Linked DNA regions of Mus musculus: regions 1, 2, 3 and 4 are each linked to region 5. A link is a contact called in public Hi-C and promoter capture Hi-C data. All regions are on one chromosome and are shown on one strand. Each heading gives the region's core, a stretch centred on a gene start, on an enhancer-like site or on the middle of the called end of the contact. The rest is flanking DNA. Distances are from core to core; before and after follow the strand shown.

Region 1 (2,700 bases), core at 86-2,585, 3.7 Mb before region 5:
CTGGTCAAAGTTGTTGCATTAAGCAATAGTTAACTGTTCATGACACCCATTTAAAAGAACAAGCGTTCTTATTTTGTTTGAGAAACTATAATAATTGATGTCTATTAAGTGTTTTACAAAGCAACTACACTAAGAAGAAAAGAAGAACTTTGTAGAAAGAGGAACCATTGTGAAATGTATGCCTAAGTAAGTGTGTTTTGTGCAAGATTAGGAGACTTTTTCAAACCTTTTGAGATATATATATATATATATATATATATATATATATATATATATATATATATATATATATATATATATATATATATATATATATACACACACACATATGTATATATGTGTGTGTGTATGTGTGTGTGTACATATATATATATATGGCATTTTCGTTCATATAAAGCTGCAATAATAAACTACTTCCTGGTTTGTGTTGGGTACTTTCACCTTACACAATACACTCCAAGACTGCCTCAATTTTCATTATTCTTTTCTGATAAATGGAAGACGAGAATAAAGGTAGACATGAAACAGTCCATTTAATAACTGAGTAACACCAAGAGGCACCAAAAGCGATTTTCAGAGGAGAGCAGACAAAAGAGTAACAGCTTGGGAATACAAACCGCAGAAAAGATGAGAACCAGTCTTGCGTGTGTAATTCGACCACTGGACCAAACCCCTTTGGCCAACGCTGGTGAAATGAGCTGATTGGAGATTCAGCACCTTCCTGGCTCTTTCCCTCCCTGGAGTCCTTTCTAGAATCCGGAGTCGGGGTGCAGAGCCTACAGAGAGGCCCTGGGAGTCTAGTTAGGCTGACCACTAACTCTATGCCTCCTTTGGGCCCTTCACATCCCGCCCCCAAAGTCGTGCGACTTCAGCTGCCTGTGCGCGCCAGTGAAAGCCAGTTGTGGGCCACCCGCCAAACTGCCCGCTTTCATCTGCTGCAAAGGGCAGCCGAGGAGGGCCCAAAGCAAGGGATCCCCAAAACATCACCTTCTCCCGCTGGTCCCAGCTGTACAGCTTGGGCTGCTCCTCCTCTCCCTCAGCCTTTTCACTCTTCCTCCTCTTAGTGAAGCAGCAGCCCATGGTGCGGCCTAAGGGTCTTGGTAGTGGACCCCACTCGCTCAGACACCTTTCAGAGGGTGGCGGGAAGCCAGGGTGACTCGGCCAACAGCTCCCCGGACACCGCCCAGGGGAGCAGCCCCGCCGCCAGGAACCCTCAGCACTCCCGCCAGGCCCAACACCCTTCTCCGCCCAACCCCCTAGGTCTCCGTGACGACCTATGGCAACCAATAAGCGGGCAGCAGCCTCTGAGCCAATCAATGCCTCGCAAGCTGCTCTGCTCCTATGAGCTCAGGCCAAAGTATTCATTCACCAATCCTACGTCAGCGGGGGGCTGGCCAGCTCAGGTGCTCTCACCGAGGGCCCCGTCCCCAGGTCGGTCCTACTCCACCCCCAGCTTCTCCCCTCTAGTGAACTAGGCTGGGCTAGCTGGCTGCTGTTTGATTGGGCTGAGTACCTTTTCCTGACCCGGTGCTCAAATTTCGAAAGTTTCCAAAATTTAAGCTCTGGAGGGGATGCCATACAGAGTAGTGGACTTGTTTTATGACAAAAATTGCTAGGGAAAAAAATCTTGCTGATTTTGTAAAACAAATTTGTGTCCTTCACTCCTCCCTTTCAGTACCTTTCTAGGGAACCCACAAGCTTCTGGTCGAACTGTTCATGTCTGGTGTCTGTAGAGGTCAGGAGAGGGCTCAAATCTCCTGGTTACTAATAGTTGTAAGCCATCAAGCAAGTGCTAGGGAGCGAACCTGGATCCTCTGCAAGAGGAGCAAATGATCTTAAACACTGAGCCATCTCTCCAATCCTTTGAGGGATGTCTAAAAGCTTCCACTTATCTCTCCAAAATTGGACAAGTATTTAGGATAAAAACCTAGTATTGTCTCCTTACTAGAACAGTGAATCTGGGAGCAAAAGGATATTACAAAAAGGCATGTACCTTTGAATCTCTCAGCTTATGCATCCAATGACAGAAGCACATATAACCTTTTTCCAATCTCTTCCAAAAGACAGTAGTCCAACTATAGAGGGTAAGAGAGGCATGTTGACTCACCACAAAGGAGCTTTAGGAACTCAAGCAGTGCAAAGTCTAATAGAGGATATAAACCCTATCATATAAACAACCTGATCTGTTCAAAGCAAATGGTACAAAGTTCGCGTGAAAACATAAAAATATACACAATCATTAACATTTGTTGTATTTGGGTGGACTTTGAGTACAATGCCCATGTATTGCTTTCATAATAAGTTGATTTCTCTGAGATACAGTATTAAAACATCATGATAAGACATCAAATGCAGACTAGCACTTTCAAATTTGTTTATCTTTTTACTTGACCATACCTATCACATTTAATGTAGATTCTAAAAGAGCCTCTGACTCAATTTGGGCATTAAGATTGTTCCTCCTTTCACTTCCTGCCCTTTTTGTACAACCAGGAAGAAGGGTACAGTGCTTAAGAATTATAAATGACCTGAAAGTTAAGCTCCAGGTCTTGGACAATAAAAGCTGTGCATTACTGCCTTTTTCTTCAGTCAGATCAAAGTTCTATGTGAGGATAGTTTTGTATTAGAGCCCTGCTGCTAATTTATATTCATAGAATAGCAAAAGTTTGATCACTGCAGAGTGCAGAATAAGAAGCTGAA
Region 2 (2,700 bases), core at 32-2,531, 3.3 Mb after region 5:
GCAGGTCATAGGTCAGGCAGAAGGCACCAGACCCTCATCTCCTTGGCCTCTAAATCTAGAAATGGAGTCTCGATTAAGTAATCAGAAACCAGGCCTGACCAATCTCCCAATTTTACTTCGATGGCAGCAACAAGTTATCTGTTGCCATATTCTGGGCATTTTGCCTCTAGAGGATCCCAGAGTGGGCCATCACTCGCAAGGCGCGTGGTCCTCCCTTGCGCCCAGGTAAAGGGCGGGCGTGCCCGGCTCGGGCCGCGCGGTCGTTTCCTGGAGCCTAAGGCTGAGCAAGGGCCGCGCCGGGTGGCTCGCGTCACCGCCAAGCCCGGCGCAAGTGCGCACGCAGCGGCCCTGGCCTCCCTCCCCCTCCTCCCCCCGCCCAATCCGCCCTGAAATTTCTGCGTCACAAAACTTTCCACTCGGGAACCGCGGCCTCCCCTGCCGCGACGCACCGGGCCGGCGGGGCCGAAGCAACCCAGCTGGCTTGCAGGCGAACCCGCTGGCGGGCAGACCCGGGGGGATGGGGATGGGGGTGGGGGGGCGACCGCGCAGCACCGCCGGCCTGCGCCACACAAAGGAGGCCGCCGCCATTAGCCCGCGCAGAGGCCAGCCCCCCTCCCGCGGCGCCCCCTCCCACATTCCAGCGCCGCGGGGCCACTCGGCCAGCCCGCGCGCCGCCGCCAGCTCCCTAATTTCCAAACCACAGCCACTGGGGCCATGGAAGCCCAAAGCCCCGGAAATCCGGGGCCAAAACCATCCACCCGGGCCCCGCCACGCCACGCGGGGCAATCTCCCCCCCCCGACCGCCCCGATCCCCACCTGCGGGTCACTAATCAACCAGGGGACGCGCGTGCGCCCGAATGCGCGCGCCCCCTCCCCCTCCGCTCGCCTGCGCACAGACACAAAAGCCGCCATTGTGCTCGGGCCAGGGACAATACCGCGCACCGAGCCGAGCCGGAGGAATCACCGGCTCTAGCACTCCCCCCGCAAGCATCCAGTCCCTCCAGAGCCCCTAGCCACTGGCCACCCGCCGGCCCGAGCCGTCCAGGGAGACGGGAAGGCAAAAAGCAGAACTTAAAGAGCTGCGCCACAAGGCAGGCTAGGGCAGGGGGCAAAGTGATGCAGCGACCCCCGCGGCTCAGGCTCACCTGCTGGTCCAGCCCGAGCGCATTTTCCACTGCCACATGACTCATCCCTGAAGAGTACCGAGAAATCGGAGTCTTCCGCTGCTGAGCAAAGGCTGCCTCTACCGCAAAGGCCCTCTCACGGGAGAACTGCGGCTTTGAAGCGCACCGCGCGGCCACCGACCTTATATACCGACTCGGAGGACTGCTACGTCAGCACGTAAGACGTGTGCCCTCCTCTCCCGGGCGGCCGGCCACTGCCGTTAGGAGCTCTGCCTGCTTACGGTGCGTTGCTCGGCTGAGTCCCGTGAGATTTCCTAATCAGTCCAGTTACCCGCGTCCTCGTCGGCTCATAAAGAAGCCTTGGGTATATGTGGTTCTGGTTCTCCTGGGTTTGCTATCCCCTGGTCTCCACCGGTCCCCTAATCTTACTGTTTTCTCGAGATCTCGCGAGAAATGATTGCTGACCGTCCTCTAGCCTTAAGGCCCTAAGCTTTAAACTAGGTTGATTGGCTGCTCCTCCCCTGTGTACCCAGTTTTCGTCCTTCTTTCTAGCACTCGTCCCTTCCTCTCCGTCCCCGGGCGTGGAGATGATGCAGTGGGCTTTGTCTGGCCTAACTAATGAGCCCTGGCTCTGCGTGGAGGGCAGTGGGATCACGTGACCGTGGGTGTCCAGCAAGGTGGCCATCTTGTGAAGAAGGGAAACTCGCTTGACTAGTGCTGGGAATGGGAGGGAGGGACGGGAAAACTGCGGGAGGGCGGGGAGGAGAAAGGGGGAAGGGAACTAGAAATGAGAAGCAGAAAGGTGGAAGGCTGCATGGTGACCCGAGTCCATCTGAGCAGGGACTGTAGGGGATGTGCGGGTTGCTGTAGGCTTCAGATCGCCGTTGCCTATAGATAGCATCACTCCCACAGCCCCACTCTGAAGGAACAATAAAACTATCTCACGCGAATCTAGAGCCGGCAATCCAGGACCCTCCCGGGACCCGGAGCCTCTCTCGTTTGTGAAAGAGTCACTTATTGTAGGCCCCTGTGTCCTTCCGCGTGGCATTCCTGGCACCAGCCTGTGGCTGTTGGCACAGTAAGGGACCCCAGGGAGGCGAGAATGTGTGACTGGACACAACCTGTGTCTCCCTGACCGAGATAACTTGCCTCAGGCCTCTCTCTCCACTAGACAGAATATGGAGGAAAAAGGGGTCTGTCATCAAACGGGCCGATTCTGGTGGACCCCGCTTCTAGGCGGACCACCCCCCAAGACTCAGCTTCAAAAACACATACCCTTAAACAACAAAACCAAAAGAATATATTGAGCCCTCAGCTTTTAGGCAATGGCAGCACACAAGTTACCTAAAAGATACTCCTTTCTGACCCTCAGTTTCACAAATAAAACACAGGACTCAGCACCCCCCCCACCTCAACCCCAAACCCAACCCCCCCACCAGGGGCCTTCTGCTGCCAGAATTCAAACAATTACTTCTCATCACATAGTTTACTGTACAAACTCTTCTACTTTTCCAGTTTGTAAAATTGAAACTGAACTTTTAAAGAGATACGGAAACAATAAAACAATCCCTAGGCA
Region 3 (2,700 bases), core at 91-2,590, 3.8 Mb before region 5:
GCGGGTGGAGGGTGAGGTTCTCATCCTCAGCCTTACAGTTAAGTGCATCTCACAAGGCGGGGTTGGTCGACCCTTGTGCACATCTTTCCTTGTGACTCAACGCCAGTGGAGTGGTCAAACAAGTTTCTTGTGAAAGCCCTACAAGGTACGTATGTCCTAGGGCTGCAAAGAGATAAACTCTTAAGTGTATCTTCACATGCCACCATTAAGGACACTCACTAAAGAGTCCCCCCCCCCCACACTTTCTTCCCACCCCACTTTCTTCCTTACAAATAATGAACGCTGTTTGCCCTGTGTAATTTAAAGCCCAATTCCACCAAAACTCTGCTCCGAAAAGCAGGAGGAAAAGGCTGGGAGGATTAAAAAAATAAAATAAAATAAAATCGATGTGGCTCCCTCAGAGGAGCTGGAGAAAAGTTAACAACTATGCCCGGTGGCAGAAAAATCTCCCCTTAATTGGCATATCCCTGGCGATTTTCCCACCCCTAGACCTCAGGGCGATTGCGGGCTTCGAACACTCACTGCGTCCTAACAATGACTGGAGAAAGGAAAGTTCGAGGACGGAAGGGCACCCGCACTCCCACTAGGTTGGCATTTCAGCTCTCAGAGTGCCTGGTTGCTCCCCACACTGCCCGTCTTGCCCTCTCCGGACCCTCAGTATCTTCCCGCTCCGCAAGGCTCAAACAGCCAGGGTGCGCCCTCTCGCTGCTCGGACCCGGCAGCCACAGGCAGCAGAAAGAGCATGCCCTCTAGCCCCGAGGTCTGGCCCCAAGAGTCCCTGATAGCACAGGACAAGCACGGAAAGGGGCACCCGGAGGGGACTCCGAAGGGAACGGCCGCCACAGTTATGGCGCTCAACGCCTCCGGAGGTGTCCGGGAGGCTGTAGCCCAGCTCGTGTGTCCGTGTCCGCGCGCCCCCCCCCAACCCCCCGCCCGGGCCACCGGGCACAGCGCGCCACCAGCAGCGGGGCGACTGGGCACTTTACCTCAGCCCACACACGCTCTGTGTTCCGGGGCTCTCGGGGGGACCCCGGGGCAACCGCTACGTGGAGCTGGAGCGACCCCGAGGGTGGCAAGGCCGGGACCCCAAGCTCCACGCCGCTCGCGTCCCACTCCTCGAGGCCGCCACTCCCGCCACTAAACCCGCACTACGCCCACAACCTCGCTGGTGCCGAGGCCACCCTCGAGAGCGCCTACCTCCGGCGCAGCGTCTCGCTCCGCTCCTTCCTCGCCGCACACTGAGGGCCCCCTCAACGTGCCGGGCGAGTCTGGCTAGGGTGGTAACCGCCCCCTAGCCGCCTGCTTTCTTCTCTTCCCTCCCTCGCACCTGCCCCCTAATCTCACCCCGCCCTCCTGGCCGGGCCTTCCGAGGAGCCGAGGGGGCCGCCCCCTAGCGCTCTGCTCCCGCCCCCGGCCCTGGCCGCCTGGCCCTTCAGGCCTCAGCTCTGGACAGGCTGCTGGGCGGCGGCGGCAGCCGAGGCGGCGCGGAGCACTATTGTATTCCTGACACTGTGCGCTCCCACGCTCCGCCTCTTCCCTTTCCTTCCTCATCACTGCAACTCCCCGCCCCACCCCCCCCCACCTCCCCCCACCCCCGCCGGCTGCGCTCGCCCTACCCGGCTGACTCCCCGCCGTCTGCTCGCCGCGCGATCTTCTGGCGGGCTGGGCGCCGTCACGAGCGCCACCGGCTTCGAGGCTCCACCCACCTCAAGCTCCCGCACGCGCGGCGCGGCGCTTCAGGTGGGTTCTCCTCCCCTCCTGCTGCGCGCGCTGCTGCCCTGAGGCGTCCCAGCCCTGCTAGGCGCTTGGGCCAGCGAGGTGCACTGGCTCCTGCTCCGGCAAAGTCCAGCCTGAGCTTTCCCACCCTCCTGACTCGATTGTAAAGTTCTACGAGTGCAATTCGTCCCTAAACTCTAAGACGACCATTATTTCTGACGTTTAGACTTGAAGCATGGATAAATAATAAAAGCCAGGAGGCAATTGACAACACATTAATCCAGTTGTGAGCAAAAATGCTTTATGATGGGGTGGGACTTCTTGATTTCTTTTTCTTTTTTTCTGATGTCGACTTAGCCTACAGCTCCCAGTTATTCAAACCCTCGTCCAGGTGTTCCTGGGGAGATATTTTGGTACTATAATTAAAGATCGGTTGACTTAAAAGTAGGGGTCGCCGTCTTGGATAGTTTAGGTAGGCCTATCAGAATTATTTGGAAAAAAAACTTTAAACTAGGGCTGAGACAGACAGAGAGGGTTGGATAGAGAATGTAAAACTGGTGTACAGAGCGAGTTCCACTACAGCCAGGGTTATACAGAGAAACACAAACAAACAAGAAAAAGTTCACCATGAATGCCTGCTTTGGTCTATTCTATGCCCCTGCGTTCCAGCTCCCTGGTCATCTGCCCTGCAACTTTTTGTTTTGCTTAGCCATTGTCACAATTATGGAAGACAATAGCGTCAAATAAATAAGGGAGACATGATGTATAGTAGTAATATATAAAACAAGTGTACATAATTTACTACTGGTTCCTGGACCTTTGAAATACAGATGCTTGAAAACAACTTTTTTTAATTTACCTTGCTAGAATTGAAAATGCATCATTCACAATTATGATGAATTAATATAGTTATTTTCACTTATATTTCTAGGTTTAAACAGAAATGTGAGCTCTTGTATTTTGTCTGTTTTTCATATTGTAGAT
Region 4 (2,700 bases), core at 194-2,693, 4.3 Mb before region 5:
TCAGTATACGTTGTCCTCTTTTTACAGGGACTTAGAGAACTACAAGGCCTGCAGAATTTCCCAGAGCCATCTCCCCATTGACTGCATCTTCCCAGCCTCCAATATTAAAGCACCTGAATGCCTTGGAATCACATAGTCCTTTTTTCCCTAATTCTCACTAATTTACTAAGTGCCCTAGAGACCAAAATTACTGGAAGACCCATCCTTTCTGTAGAACCTCTAAAACGTTCTAGAGGTCTTGCCTAGAACTTGTGTTTTTCTCCTGACTTTATGCTTTACTCTCTTTTGTCGCCTTTAGAACCTTGGCCCTGCTCCTCACAATTCCTTTTCCTAGATATTTGTATCTGTGCCCTTTGTCTTACCATAAAGAATGGACTGAATGGGCTGAAGATGAGATTCAATTGGTAGCATGCTTGCCTGTCACACATGAAACTTAAAATTCAGTCCCCAGTACTGTGTACATAAGCTAGGTGTGTGGCACACCTGTGACTTCAAGAGATAGAGGCAGAAGGATTTAAGTTTAAGGTAATCCTGGGCTACATGAGACACTTGAAACAAATTTTTACAGTTCCAGTTCAAAGTAATTTGTTTCCATGGCCGTCAGCTTTTTACTTCAGATCTTAAGGTTTATTGTCTCTCACAGTCCAGTGGTCATCCAGGTACCCTAAATAACACTACTGCCCAACCCTTGACTTGGTCCCTAAATCGTAGTTCTAATAGTTCTACTTTCAACAGTATGCAGAGATCCTGCCCTCCCTGCTACAGCCCCTACAGTCCCTAGGTTTAAGTCCAGTCATAGATCACTAAGAACCTAAATCCACCCTTACAACTGACTGTGGCTAGACTCTGCCCTTGTAGACAGTTAATTTCCACCTCTCATATACATTTCCTCTGTATATCCGGCAGCCATTCCGGCCTCCACCTTTTGCTGAATTCAAAGTTAGTTTTTGCCTAGCTAATTACCCATAGCGTTACCCTACCCCCCTCCACAGAGTTGAGTCCTACCCTGCTGCTATGGCCCTTTCTAAATAAGTCCTGTTTCTGCTGAACGGTATGGTGTACAGCACCACCTACTTTGGTGTTTTGGCCACTGTCTGGGAGAATCCTCCAATCAGCTGAAAACAGCCCATCACCACCCCTCCATCCTCTGGGACTGTCTGTCTGCCATCAATCTCACTTAAGCCAATCGGTGTGAACTGGGCGACCTCCCCATCCCTCCTCAAACCTTGGCACTTGGCAGTCCTCCTTGACCCAATCGGCGTGAGGCACTAGCGCCGCCCAACACCTCTATAGATTCAGTTGGCCACCCGCAGTCCATCAATCCCTTTTAAGCCAATTGTGTTACAGCTCTGTTAGTATTCCTCCACCACCCAGGCCCCTGTGCTTAGGATCCTTGGCATTTTGTCCAATCAGCAAGCAGGAGGACGCTTGGCTCCTCCCATGAGAGCCCACGTGAGCGGTGGGGAAACGCAGGGGCGGCTTCTGGTTGCTGCTTCTGCTGTCGCCGCCACCACCGCCGCCGCCTTGGAACCGGGGCCTGGGGGGCGGTGGGGCCTCGTATGGAGCCCCCGCCCCCCGGAGCTGCCACTGCCACCGCCGCGCCACTCGCAGGTGAGCCCAGGCCCACAAGGTGGAGGACCCTGTCCATGACCCCACGTATCCTCACCCCCGCGCAAGGGATGTGGTTTGGCCCAGCCTGCTGGTATTTGGCTCCACTACCATCAACTGATTGCCCCTGTGTGTGCATTGCCTGCTCCTTTTGCCCTTTATAGTAGATCTGAACGTGGGCTAACATCCTGCTGTCTGTATAATGGATCTGTCTGTGAGCTTATGATTTTCCCCACCCCAACTTAATGGACTCGTCCGTGGTCTTGCCCTCCCCAACCCCCACTTATTGGAAACCAGTCTGTTGCATTGTCCAGTCCCCCTTTAGTCGTAGCTGTGTCTAAAGTGTTTCCATTTCCCCTAGCCTCAAATTTAAGGGGAACCTTCTGTGGCTTTGTTTACTGAACCCCTCATGTTTATTGTAGTGAATCAATCTGTGGCACTGTTCCCACTTAAGACACCCCATTGTTTGTTCAACAGTGAGTCCACCTAAGTTTACATTATTGCCCCCCTTGAGTCCCCAGTGCATAAGCCCATGACTTTATCCACCTCCTCCCATTGCCCCCATCTTACTGTGAATTAGTTTGCATGCTTGCATTCATATTCCTCTAGTTATCACCGCCCTAACTTTTCTCCCTTATTTGTAGACTCCAGTCTTTGAGCTGCTTCCTTTTAACAGTGGGTCAGTTTGGTGCTTTGCAATTTTTATTTTCATTTTCAACAGCCCAGTCTATGGCCTTGTCCTATCCTTCACTTTAATTAATTATTATGTGATGGCTTTTCTTCTCTGCGGTTGTATAGGTATCAGCTTAAACCACATCTCACTTTTGTAATGAATGAGTCTGTTCAGAAGCCTTCTGCCACCCCAGTGTTTACAGTCTCTCAAATCCTCAGAGCTTGCAATCCCTCCCCAAAGGGGATAGATAGGCTTTGTACTTTATTTCCCTCCTCCTCCTCCTATGTATTGGGTCAGTCTTCTCTGCCCCCATCTCCTAGGAAGTCCTGTGTACTTGTAAAACCCAGGGACTTTTAATATATGCCATGTTCCTCATAAACTCTCTTTTTGTTTGTTTGTTTTTTGTTTTGTTTTTGTTT
Region 5 (2,700 bases), core at 46-2,545:
TCTAAAATAACTATATAAGCACGTTTATGGTCTACTCAAAGGGAACATATATTAAAATAGATACTGTGGGGGCACCCTATTTACTCCTTCCTACTGTCTTTCTCCCTCTAAATTATATCTTGCACACATCTCTGAAATTATTAACACTTGAGAGAAAGGGCTTGGACTTCTACCTAGAGACAAAGAATAACTCCTAAATTTTTACAATGACAATATAGGTGGCAATTTAATATACATATATTTATGAGGTCTCCAGGAAAATAGAGAAAAAAATTTCATCTTCCCCTTACTTGATGAGCCATTTAAGCCAATACCACAGGACAAGATTTAGACAGTGCAGCTCTCAGCAAAAGCATACAAGAGATTCCCTTTGAACAATTCACTACACTTTTATACAAGTTCTGAAAAAAACCCAGCAGGAATACGTTGAAACTTCCAGCTCTTTAAAAAAAAAATTACTTTTTTCTAAAAGATGCTGTCTCCGTATTTTTTTTTTTTTTTTTACCTACTCACTTTCTAAGCAATGGTGCTTCAGAGAAGAACTGAACTGAACTAATCCTACTACTACTTCAGTAGTACATACATAGACTGGCTGTTGTGCTATTCAGAGGAGAGGATGTGAAGTCAGGGAGGCTAAGCAACCACCTATAGAATTGGAAGTGAAGGTCTTAAATGGGAGAAAACAGGTCTGTGGCTTCCCAGGGAGGTATTCAGACACCAGGACAGTTACTGAAACTCTTAAGCCACAGTTGCTTGGTTTTGTAAAATAGCAAATGTGTTGCCAACCCACCACACTGTTGAAGACAGGGGAAACTCATGTAATCTGCTAAATGTAATTGCAAAACAAGAGCTAATTAATCATTAGTATTAAGTAGTTAGGAGTCAAATTATTTTGCCTCCCTCCACCAGTGTATGCAAAGGGACAAGCCCCTGCTCCCATCTGGCAGGATCTGGGGCCCTGTTATAGTTAACACTCACACGGAGGAGAAAGACCCTCCCAAACACAACAGGGACACTGCAAGTTCCCTACCCCTGGTCATCTAGGGCCCCTTATGCTACTATTAAAGATCCAAACTAACCTGAGATGCCGCCTCCAATCACGACTACGTCGAACATGTGGCCTGTGATACTGGGCTTCTCCAGATCCGTCATGGTTTGGGTAAAATTCTCCCGAGACTTGGGTTTAAAAGGGGGGACCGCCCAGGGTGGAACAGACCCTTGTACCGCCCCTTGACTGAAGTCCGAGGGCGGAGCTGATGTATCTATCCATACCCGGGAAGAGCCCGGCCCTGAAGGCGGAGCGCGCTCTTGTGCAAAAGCTAGGGGAGCGCTCAGGGGCGGAGCTGATCCTTGCTGAGATACCCAGGGAGAGCCCCATACGCAGGGCAGGGATGGCCCTAGCATAGGCACTTGAGAGGCATGGAAAGGAGCGGGCCCTTGATCATACAGTGGAGGAGATATGGATATAGGACTATCGAGTGACATAGGCAACAGGGATTCGTCACGGGGAGCGGAAAGTGTTGATGGTGATAACCAAGAAGAGGCTGATACAGAATGCCTGAGAGAATCTTCTGCCGATTCTAGTGGGGAGTTGTCTGGTGTGTCTGGCAGGGATGTGCTTCTGTGCATAAGATGTTCTGGTGCCAATCCCCAGGAGGGGCGACACAATACGGATGGAAGGGATGGAGTGGGCTCCACTGCCGACCCTTGGGGAGTGCTGGTCAGTGAGGCAGGGATAGACCCCAGTTCTGACTCAACAGAAGTGCTAAGTATAGAAGCCATGGAGGACACTTGCACAGAAGCCAACGAAAATCTTTGCCCAGATAGGGATGAGTCTGGCATTGGGATGGATCCTACTGTGGATATGCGCTGAGAGAAAGAGCTAAGGAGGGTGGAGTCTGAGGCAACTGTGGGGACCTGAACGCCCCGATGGTGAACGCGGAGGCCCTGGGCATTCCTCTGGCCAAAATTATCACTGAGGCTCTGAGGGATGTTGAGGGCACTCGAAGGACTCCCCTGCTCCTGAATGGATTCGTTCGTCCGAGTCGAGGGAAGGGGTTGGGAGACGGTCCGCCGCAGAGGGTGGGAGGACTCGAACGAGCTGGCAGAGCTACTACTGCCTGCATGGGACTTCTCCACGTGGGTCTGGGAAATGGCACTCCGGGCTCCGGGGGCCAAATCCACCTCACGCCCCCGGCCACCGCGGCCACGCGTGACGCCCCTGCCTGGGGGGAAGGCCTTCTTTTCTGACATAATTCTCACAGCGGCGGGAAGCCGCGAATGGCTACCCTAAACCACCCCCATCAAGGGCGCTCCGCTTTCAGGGCCCAGCCATTTGTTACCAGTCCGCACTCAGAAGCCTAACCCAAGCGCGCCCGGCCCACTGGGAGGCGGGAAGATGCGGCGTCAGCGCGGCGCAGCTCCGCCTCTCCCACCTGCAGGCCTCATTTGTAGGCCGCCCGTTGAGGCCGGGCGATACCACTATGACGCGGAGGGGGCGTGTCTGTGGGCGGAGTCCACGTCAGCGCTCGCGCGACGATGAGTCTTATTAGCCTGAAGCTTTCACGGTATTCTCTTTTATCTAAAAGTAATGTGAGCTGGGGCGCGCTCAAGAAAGCCTATATTTTAAGGAGACAAACCCGAAGGGAGAAATGGGGGGACTCTACCCAGCTCAGTTTGGTTTAGCCCTCTGGTGACGTC

The links. Promoter capture Hi-C pulls out the DNA fragments that hold promoters and counts their contacts. Hi-C and Micro-C count contacts between places; a contact is called where the count stands out from the background.
Region 1: a contact with region 5 is called in a promoter capture Hi-C map of second pharyngeal arch cranial neural crest. The contact joins the promoter of Rp2 here to the promoter of Maoa in region 5. A contact is called at or near these places in 3 of 39 promoter capture datasets (cranial neural crest, pre-B cells and second pharyngeal arch cranial neural crest).
Region 2: a promoter capture Hi-C map of pre-B cells shows a contact between it and region 5. The contact joins the promoter of Ddx3x here to the promoter of Maoa in region 5. A contact is called at or near these places in 2 of 39 promoter capture datasets (cranial neural crest and pre-B cells).
Region 3: a promoter capture Hi-C map of pre-B cells shows a contact between it and region 5. The contact joins the promoter of Jade3 here to the promoter of Maoa in region 5. A contact is called at or near these places in 2 of 39 promoter capture datasets (cranial neural crest and pre-B cells).
Region 4: a Hi-C map of CD8 T cells shows a contact between it and region 5, with 6 times the contacts expected there. The contact joins the promoter of Elk1 here to the promoter of Maoa in region 5. A contact is called at or near these places in 1 of 39 promoter capture datasets (pre-B cells) and 1 of 484 Hi-C or Micro-C datasets (CD8 T cells).

What each region holds. Positions count from the first base shown.
Region 1 is chrX:20,363,116-20,365,815 of GRCm38.p6, reverse strand. It overlaps Rp2 (retinitis pigmentosa 2 homolog), which reads right to left and starts at 1,335. Exons shown (of 5, transcript NM_133669.5): 1 at 988-1,335. The coding sequence starts at 1,080.
Region 2 is chrX:13,279,603-13,282,302 of GRCm38.p6, reverse strand. Ddx3x (DEAD box helicase 3, X-linked) reads right to left here and starts at 1,281. Exons shown (of 17, transcript NM_010028.3): 1 at 1,146-1,281. The coding sequence starts at 1,190.
Region 3 is chrX:20,424,328-20,427,027 of GRCm38.p6, reverse strand. Jade3 (jade family PHD finger 3) reads right to left here and starts at 1,340. Exons shown (of 13, transcript NM_199317.2): 1 at 1,198-1,340.
Region 4 is chrX:20,949,351-20,952,050 of GRCm38.p6, reverse strand. Elk1 (ELK1, member of ETS oncogene family) reads left to right here and starts at 1,443. Exons shown (of 6, transcript NM_007922.5): 1 at 1,443-1,611. Uxt (ubiquitously expressed prefoldin like chaperone) reads left to right here. Exons shown (of 7, transcript NM_013840.3): 7 at 28-386. The coding sequence ends at 81.
Region 5 is chrX:16,618,293-16,620,992 of GRCm38.p6, reverse strand. It overlaps Maoa (monoamine oxidase A), which reads right to left and starts at 1,295. Exons shown (of 15, transcript NM_173740.3): 1 at 1,080-1,295. The coding sequence starts at 1,152.